Linked DNA regions of Rattus norvegicus: region 2 is linked to region 1. A link is a contact called in public Hi-C data. All regions are on one chromosome and are shown on one strand. Each heading gives the region's core, a stretch centred on a gene start, on an enhancer-like site or on the middle of the called end of the contact. The rest is flanking DNA. Distances are from core to core; before and after follow the strand shown.

Region 1 (4,323 bases), core at 1,169-3,668:
CCCGCCCCGCCTCCATTCACCCCTGCTACTCTTCCTTTTCTTGGAGCTAGCCCTGGCCATGTCCAGTTTGCTCTCTCTTACCTCCGCTCTCAACTCTTCCAGATGCTTCTAGATTCTCTCTCTCTCTCTCTCTCTCTCTCTCATATCACAATAAAAACCTTCCCCTTAATAATGGAATCATCACACTGGGAGTTTCTTTACTGTGCCCCCTTGCATACAGTATGTTCAAAACAATAATTTAAATGTTTTTTTCACAAAGATGATATGCTTCCATAATCATCTGTATGGAAACGATAGACTACTCATTAAATGGTATGCCCATTTGACAAAAGCATACAATGTGGATCTCTGCCTATCTCCATATATATATATATATATATATATATATATATATATATATATGTATATATATATGTATGTGTGTGTGTGTGTGTGTGTGTGTGTGTGTGTATGTATATGTATATATGTGTATGTATCAAGCGCTATGGATACACTATGAGATAGATCACCAGCCCGATCCCCAATTATGCACAGGAGGAGAGAGGCACAGAGGTGCTAGGTGATGGGCCTCACGTCACCCACACACGTCAGATATGAACAGGGAAGAGAAGGGTGCAGCTCTCCCTCTTTGTAGCAAAGTCAGCCTTTGGATGGCTGGGGAGGGAAACAGAGGAGACCAGGTCTGTCTGCTCAGAGCCCTCAGCATCTGTGATTGGAAAACAACCCCAGGCCAGTTCTGCTGAAGTCCTTACCTGCACGGCAAAATTCGTTTCTAACAGATACAAAGAGAAGGCTTGCCATCGGGTCTGGATACTGACACGATCTGAATAGAAACCAAGAGGAAATCCATGAATTTTAATGGCCTTAGTGGTCACTCAGGTCAAGGGCTTTCCAAACCATTCCCTACACACACCCAAAGACCCAGGAGCAGCCATCGTGGGCATCCTCGCCACAGGAGCAGCCAACCATGCTCATCTTTGCGTCTGTTTCAGTATTTATCAGCAGTACTGGCACAGGGGTGCTTGTTCTGAGGATGAGCCCACGGTAAGTATTTAGATTTTGAAAAGTGACCTCATTTAAGGGCAGTATTAAGGGGCCAGTGAGATGGCTCAGCAGGTAAGGTGCTTGCCCCAAGTCCGATGGCCTGAATCTGAGCACTGGTATCCACAAGGTGGGAGAGAGCAAACTCCAGTAAGTTGTCCACTGACCTCCACATACATGCCGCGGGGTGTGCCTGCCATCTGTGAACTAACAAATAAAAATGTAAAAACACAGAACAAAGCAATACTAAGGCCAACAGCACACTGCAGGGCATGCCTGAAACCCCAGTACTTAGGATGTGGAGGCAGGAGGATCAGGAGTTCAAGGTTAACCTCAGCTATATATTGAGTTTGAACCCTGTCTGAAAATGAACCAACAGTCATATTAAATAGTGAATGGTGTAAGTAGTAACTGAATTAACTGATAAAAAAAGGATGAATGGATTTTTTCCACTATAAAAATGACTTAAAGCGATTTGTGAAATACCGCTGGAGTCCATTTTGTGTTTCCTCCGCAGGCCTGGCAGGCGAGGGTTTAGGATGCCCGCCTTCTGCACGCATGGTCATTTAAGTGCCTCTGACAGAGTTACAAAGCACCGCTGAGGACTCTGGGCCCCCACTCACCTGCCTGCCTCCCCTTCCCCTATGTAGTGACATCTGAACCCTTCTGGTAGCTATGCTTCTAAAGCTCCTCAATTCCCCCACCCCCACCCCCATCCCCCACCCTACCCCCCACCCCATCTCCAGGGCAACCCTACCTGGACTGAATCCTAACACATCTTCTAACTTCCAATCCGAGGCTTCTCCTTCAATCCGCCCTCACACTACTGCCAAAACCTCCAGTCTGACCCCACCGTGCCCCAGCACACAGGCTAAAGTCCAAGTCACTCAACGAGACTCTAACAGCATTTGGCAGTGGGTCTATGCTAATGGTTCCAAACCCATTCACTGGCAGTCAGGACGAGAGTGTCCCCCTGTCCCCCCCCCTCCCCGCCATGCCTAATGTCTTCTTCCTTTGCACAAAAATGTTTCAGGCCCACACATGGCCCCCACAGAACTGATTCCCACCTCTACAGCAGGCATTTTGAATGAACCACCTCAGGATGTAACTGACCCTCGGAGAAGAAGGCATTTTAAAGAGATACGTGTGTCCTTCCTTCCTTCCGTTTGTCTATCAGATAGTTAAAGCAGTGAACCCCAAGAAACTGTAATTCCTCAAGAGTCCCACGATGGGGAAAGAAAATACCCAAAGCTTGGACGAGTTAGAGAGGACACAAAGGGATTTACAACTTAGAGATGATGGGTCAGTGGTGGGCAGGACCAAACCTTAACCAGGACTAGTTAGGTGTGTATAACATTGACTGTCTACTTGAACTTCAACCTCACTTCAGGACTCCAAAGATAGACTCGAGGAAGGTCACTGGATCTGTTTGTTTTCTTTCCTAATGTGGCCACCTAGAATAGATTTCTTTCCTGTTTTTTTTTTTAAAACTATTAATTTGGCTGTTTAAATTAGTTTGTGGAGGATGGGTATCTGAAGTTGGCTTGTTGGGACACAGGCTGTGACCCTAAGAATGCAGCCGTTACACCAGACATAGGTCAGGGTCTTATGTCATTGAGCACATGGTGCAAGGGGTCATAGCTCAAGCCAGTAACCGTGACTTCAGAAAAGAATGGCGGTGTTTACTGGGCACCCATACCACACAGCCATGGTCTATCTCATCCTCCTTTCTATTCTCTTGGAGGAAGCAGGTGACTTCCGGGAGGAGCTGGTGACTCATGAGTTCAGCCTGGATCAGCAGTAGCTGAGCTGTGACCTCCAGTTTAACCTTCCGTAAGGAGTGACACGCCCCCTTGCCAGGGACACAGAATGAATCCTGAGATTTTGGCCTTGGTGAGTATCGGAAGTCTGTTGAGATTTAAATGCCCACCACCACTCTTCGCAGCCATTTAATCTTGTATGCCAGGCTCCAGATGATTACAGACATACAGAGATATACCAGTGAGCAAGACAGGGTTCCTGTGCTTTTAAATATGAACATGGCCTCGTGTGGCTCAGACAGGCTGTCCTCACTCTCACGGTTAGCTGAGGATGACTGATCAGATTTCTGACCCTTTAGTCTCCTTATTTCAATGGCTGGAATTATAGGTGACATCACCACACCCAATTTACACAGCAAACCCAGAGCCCTGCTTGGAGGTTGCTTTAGATTTATTTCCGTATGTGTGCATATCTATATTTTGCATTTGTTTGTGTGTAACTTGTTCTTGCAGAAACTGGAATTACAATGAGTTCTTTGATTTACCTGATACGGGTGCTTAAAATTGAACCCTGGTCCTCTGGGAGAGCAATTAGACACACTTCACTTCTAGGCCACCTCTCCAGCCCCTGTTTGGAGTTTTTAATTGGTATCTCTCCTCCTGCCTGAATTCTCCATCAGACACTGCTTCAGGAGGTATGTGTTCCTCCTCGGGCTTGGCAAAGGCTTGGCAAGGGCTTGGCATGGGGAATATCTGTTCAGTCGCCAAATGGGTGAACAAAGGGCTCTAAATTTATTCTGGATTTATCTGAGGAAAAGGAGTGAGCTTTGAGGAAGGGACTCAAGAGGTCTCTTGGAGAAGATAACTGTTTTGAGGACCATGAAAAGTCACTGAAGAGTTCCAAAGAGGGAAGGTATATCTTGAAATAAGAAACTGCCTCATGTTAGAGTCCTTGTGCTTTGCAAGTTGAATCTCCCATGACCTGTGTTTAACCCTCAGATCCTCCAGTCTCCTTGCCTGACCTTCAGACCTCTAGTGAGGAAGGAGGAGGAAATGAAAACAAACAAACAAACCCTCCCAAACAAACAAACAACTGTCAAACAATGCCGGAGGTGGTGGCACACGCCTTAATCCCAGCGCTGGGAGGCAGAGGCAGGCTGATCTCAGTGAGTTCAAGGCCAACCCGATCCTTTAAAGAGATAATTCTAGGACAGCTAAGGCTACACAGAGAAACCCTGTCTCAAAAACAAAACAAAACAAAACAGAACAAAAAAACCCTGGCAAACAAACCCAGTCTCCAAAAAATGAGATAAAACAGAAACAATCAAATATAAAAACTGGCAAACAACATTTAAAATATTGCCAATTATCTTCTTTTACTTGTTTGACATAGAGACTTTCTATTGGTCCAGGCAAGCCTCCACCTCGCAATCCTCCTGCTCAGCCTCCTGAATTCTGGGCGCACAGGTGTGCCCCACCGTACCCGGTCTGATGTGCTGCCAACTGTCCCTGCCTTCCTATT
Region 2 (4,323 bases), core at 565-3,064, 79 kb before region 1:
ACCCTGGCAGTCATGATCCTGCTTAGTTTTTCTATTGATCTTTTGTATGTGCGTCCATACATGTGAAGGCCAGAGGACAATTGTGGGAGCCATTCTCTCCTTCCATGTGGGTCCTGAGGTCAAACTAAGGTCATCAGGCTTACAGAGAAAGTGCCTTTTCTTGATGAACTATGGTGCCTGCTCACAAGGCCATTTTTTGGATCTTGGATCGATTGTGGTAAGAGAAAACTTCCGAAGAGACAGCTGGTGCTGAATAACAAAACAAGCCTTACAAAGACACCCAGCACCCTCCCTTACAGACTAAAGAGATCCAGCGGAACTTAGCCAAAGGTCCAAGGAAGTAGAACCCAGGTCTGATGAACACCCAGACCAACAGCCTGTCACTGAAATTCGACTTCTGCCAAACGTAACAGCAAACATCAGTGACAGCACCGCAGCAGCACTGTCACTGGAGGAAAGCAAAAGGAACTGGCACCACGGTCTCTGAAGACATAAAGCCAGGGGCATGATTTCTGAAGGTTCACTGCTCAAGCTTACCCCAAAAGTACAGGCCCTGTATACAAATAAGCATCACGCCAAAGATGTGCAACCGAGTTGCTGGGACGTCATACAGCAGTTCCTTCATCTAATTATATGCAGGGCCCGGGCTGGCCCATGCAGACAGTTACTTCTATTACAGTGGTAACCAGTTAAGACACATCAAGTCCTGTATCTCATGAATAGGCCTAACCTTACACTGTGCCCACCTATGTACCTAAAGAAACTTAAGGCCTGGGCTGTTGAGTCATTTGTCCAATGGCATAATGCGAATAAACAGAAGCACCCTTAGTCCATGGCTCCCCGCTCCAGAACATACTTCCTAAATCTTTTTGCTAGACCCAAAAGTTCTTCTGGGGGTGGTTCAACTGTCAATTTCTCTCTGGTACTAAAACCTAAGCCCCCATCTTCCTTCATCTGGTCAACACACTCATAACCTCAATCCAGACCGGCATACTCGCAAAAATACTTGCACTAACTAGAAATTTAACTTGTTTTTGCAGTAACTACATAGATCCCCAACAAGCGCCTTGCGTGTGTCCACTAATCCATTATTGTGACCATCTCCAACCCATGATGCCTGTGTAAATATTGAAGGAAATTTTCATTCAACAAAAGGCAGGCAAAAACCCGACCCGGGCATAATCAAATGTAAAGTTCTAAACTATCCCTGGGTCACTCAAAAATTCAAACCCTATCCCCAAGAAAAGTAAAATGAAAAACAGAAGCCTCCTAAGACTACATACTAGCAGGTATGTCCAGTGTGGGAGAGCACCCAGGAAGGGTACTTCTAAGGAATGGCACAACACCTGCCCCCACATCAGCACCACCCCCTAAAGCCCTTGGGCTTCCCGGGCCGCCCGAGCAGGTGGCAACCTCAAGCAGCGAGGCGGAAGCCAGCCATGCCCTCGACCATGACCTTCTCAAGACATTCAACCTTGTCACCCTGAACTACTGGCAAAGCACGGGCGTTCGCGCCTGAGCTGCCGGGACAACGGAATTGGAGCGAATGAGCAGGACACCGGCCCGTCCGCCGTAGCCGGTCAGGAGGAAGGGTCCAGTACTCACCCTGCAGCCGGCCGGCCACCAGCGGCCGCCACCCGGACGACAGAGGGCAGCCTGCCGGGGCCGCCCGCAGGGAGGCGCAGGGACAGCGGGAGGCGCGGGACCGCCGCTGCCCCTAGCAGCCAACGCGCGGGTCTCAGCAGGGCTGACATGGTTCACCGTAGTCAAGGCAGGATGCACGCTCCTGCAGAGGACCTGGAGGAACACGTGACGACGGGGTCGCCCCCTAGTGGGACAAACCAAGTCCCGAGAGCGCCTAGCCTAGGGGGAGGCGGAGCTCCGCCATGGCTCACGGGAGAGGCAGGCCGAGCTCCTGGGATCATCTGAATCCGCCTTTTGTTTTACAATGTGTCGTTTTTGTGCTCTGCTCTCAGTGTTCCTGTTTCCGTGTCCAGCGCCCCGGCTTTTAGAGAGCTCGGCCACATCACCCCTCCATTTTGCAGTTGGTAGAGCCCCTAGAGGTCGACTCCGCCCATGCGCGCGCAAGGGTTTGTGGGGGGCCAACTAGGAGCTACACCGAAGGTTGCTGGGAAGGGCCGACCGCGCAGGTCCCGGAGTGCCTGCGATGTTCCAGCCCTGCACCTAGGTTACCGCCGAACTGCTACCCTAGCTGCTCAGTGACGTAGTTCCTGCCGTAGCTCTCAGAAACGCCTGCCAGAAGAAACCTTGACGAAGGAGACTAGAGGCTGTGGACCTCCAAGTTAACTATATGCAATTCGTGTGATTGGGGAGAGGGTAGACGAATATAGGCAATGCCTCGCTTCGTAAGATAAATGCATTTTAACAAAGATCGTATAATTTTAAATGTCAAGGTCGAAGTTTCTCTTTCTTGATGCCCTGCTCCTCCTTTCAGTTAATGCACCGCTACAAGCAACTAAGGTAGTGGTGCAATTGTCTGCAGCTAGTAAAACAAGTTCTCGCTCTCACCAGGGTATGCTGAAGGGGTTCCCTATGCCTTCGTGTGAATCCGGGAACAGGCATCCATTCTCTACTTAGCTATTCCTTGACCACTACCAACCAGGTGAACAGTCAAATTCTCCCTCTGGAAGTTTTCCCATCTGGCTGTTTCTCCTCCTTAGACAACAAACTTCTAAGCTCACAGAATGTGGCCTCTTTTGTAGCGAAAGCTCCTCAGTTGAAGACACTCCGGACGTTGAGCGTTTATTGAATGGATATACGTGTAGAGTTAACTTGGCTTATCTTTCTGTTGGAGAAGCTAATCCCACCCCCTCACACCCCAGATGAGTTTGCTTTAAGTTACCCTATTGGGCGCTATGACAGGATATAATCCATGCTTTCAGCATTAGTACTACTTATTGAGCACATATTTTGTGCTATTTGGGATGCTGGGGATATAACATAGGAAAAAAATCTCAGCTTAGACAAAATTCCGTACATTTAAAGAAACAGATAAGAGTTTTAATGTAAATAAAAGATTAAAGGTGGGTTACCATCTGTGGTGATTAATCTTGATATGATTTAGGATCACCTAGGAAACTGGCCTTTGGGCAAGTGAGGGAGTTTTTACACTGGATTAGTTGAAGTAGCAAAACCGCCCTGAGGGTGAGTAGCACCACTGGATGAGTGACAGGGCTGAGTCATAAAGGAGAAAGCGCTGGGCACCTCTATTGGCTGCTTCCTGACAGCTCCTGCTGCCTATACCCACCAAGAGCCAAAATAAGCCTTTCTCCCTTAAGTTGCTCTTCTAGGAAAAGTAAAGGAAAATCATCGGAAGAGAAACCCAAAGGAGGAAGTGAGGATGCTGGAGGAAAGAGCCAGCTCTTGTTCCAGTTTCAGAAAACAGCAAATTCAAAACCCTAAAGTGGAGAAAACTAAAAAGGCCCGGATGGAAAGAATGAGCAGGAGTTGGGTGGGACAGGGAGGTCAGACTGGTATTTGGCAGTCAGGTACTGCAGGGTGTTACCTTGAATGACCTTTGCACCCCCAGGGAGCTGAGTGTCAGGACTTAGACTGTTATATAAATGAGATAAAAAGCTGTTAGGGAATTTGATGTGTAGCTGTGATACAAATTCACTTGTTTTTTAAAAAAAAATACCTATTTTACTATGTGTGTGAGTGTTTTGCCTGCCTGTATATGTGTGACCACAAGTATGTCTGGTGCCCTTGAAGGTCAAGGAGAGGCATTCGGATCTCCTGGGAGTGCAGTTCCAAATGCAAGCGGCTGTGTGGGAAATGAACCAACCAGTACATGCAGCTTTTAAAAAGAATGCAGACAGTCCAGGCATTTGCCACACTCAAGGAAGGCTAGGGGTTTGGGTCGAAAGTGAAATGAGGCTGGTGGAAGTAATTGTGACTGCTCCTGAAAACTCTACTCCTAGGTTGTAATGCATGCTTTTAATTGTCATCGTGATGGAACTTAGAATCAATCACCTTTGGAGGCAAGCCTTTGGAAAGCCTCCTTGGTGTTAGGATTTTAGGTGAGAAACCTACCCTGAGTGTATGTGTGAGTATGGGGGGTTATGTAGGGGGTGTGTGTATGTGAATGTGAGGTTTGTGTGGGGGGTATGTGAGTGTGAGTGTGTGTGTGTGTGTGTGTGTGTGTGTTCCATGGACTGGAGTCCCGGAGTAGATAAAAAGAACAGAGTGAGTGAAGTTCCAGTATTTCATCTCTCTCTTCCAACTGCAGATGCAATGGGACCAGCATCCTCCTGTTTACAGAGCCATGACTTCTCAAAGCAGGAGCCAAAACAAATCCTTCCT

The links. A called contact is a pair of places that touch in the nucleus more often than the background predicts.
Region 2: a Hi-C map of liver shows a contact between it and region 1, with 2.6 times the contacts expected there. The contact joins the promoter of Lrpprc here to the enhancer-like site in region 1.

The regions. Positions count from the first base shown.
Region 1 is chr6:15,532,101-15,536,423 of GRCr8, reverse strand. LOC134479313 (a long non-coding RNA gene) reads right to left here. Exons shown (of 5, transcript XR_010052470.1): 2 at 753-4,323. Among named protein-coding and RNA genes, the nearest start is that of Ppm1b, 75 kb to the right of the region's middle. Within about 2 kb of position 2,418, at least 6 of the 93 cell types and tissues checked have an H3K27ac peak or open chromatin away from gene starts, as enhancers often do. A contact at or near this core is called in liver, where this site is marked.
Region 2 is chr6:15,610,129-15,614,451 of GRCr8, reverse strand. Lrpprc (leucine-rich pentatricopeptide repeat containing) reads right to left here and starts at 1,814. Exons shown (of 38, transcript NM_001008519.2): 1 at 1,606-1,814. The coding sequence starts at 1,754.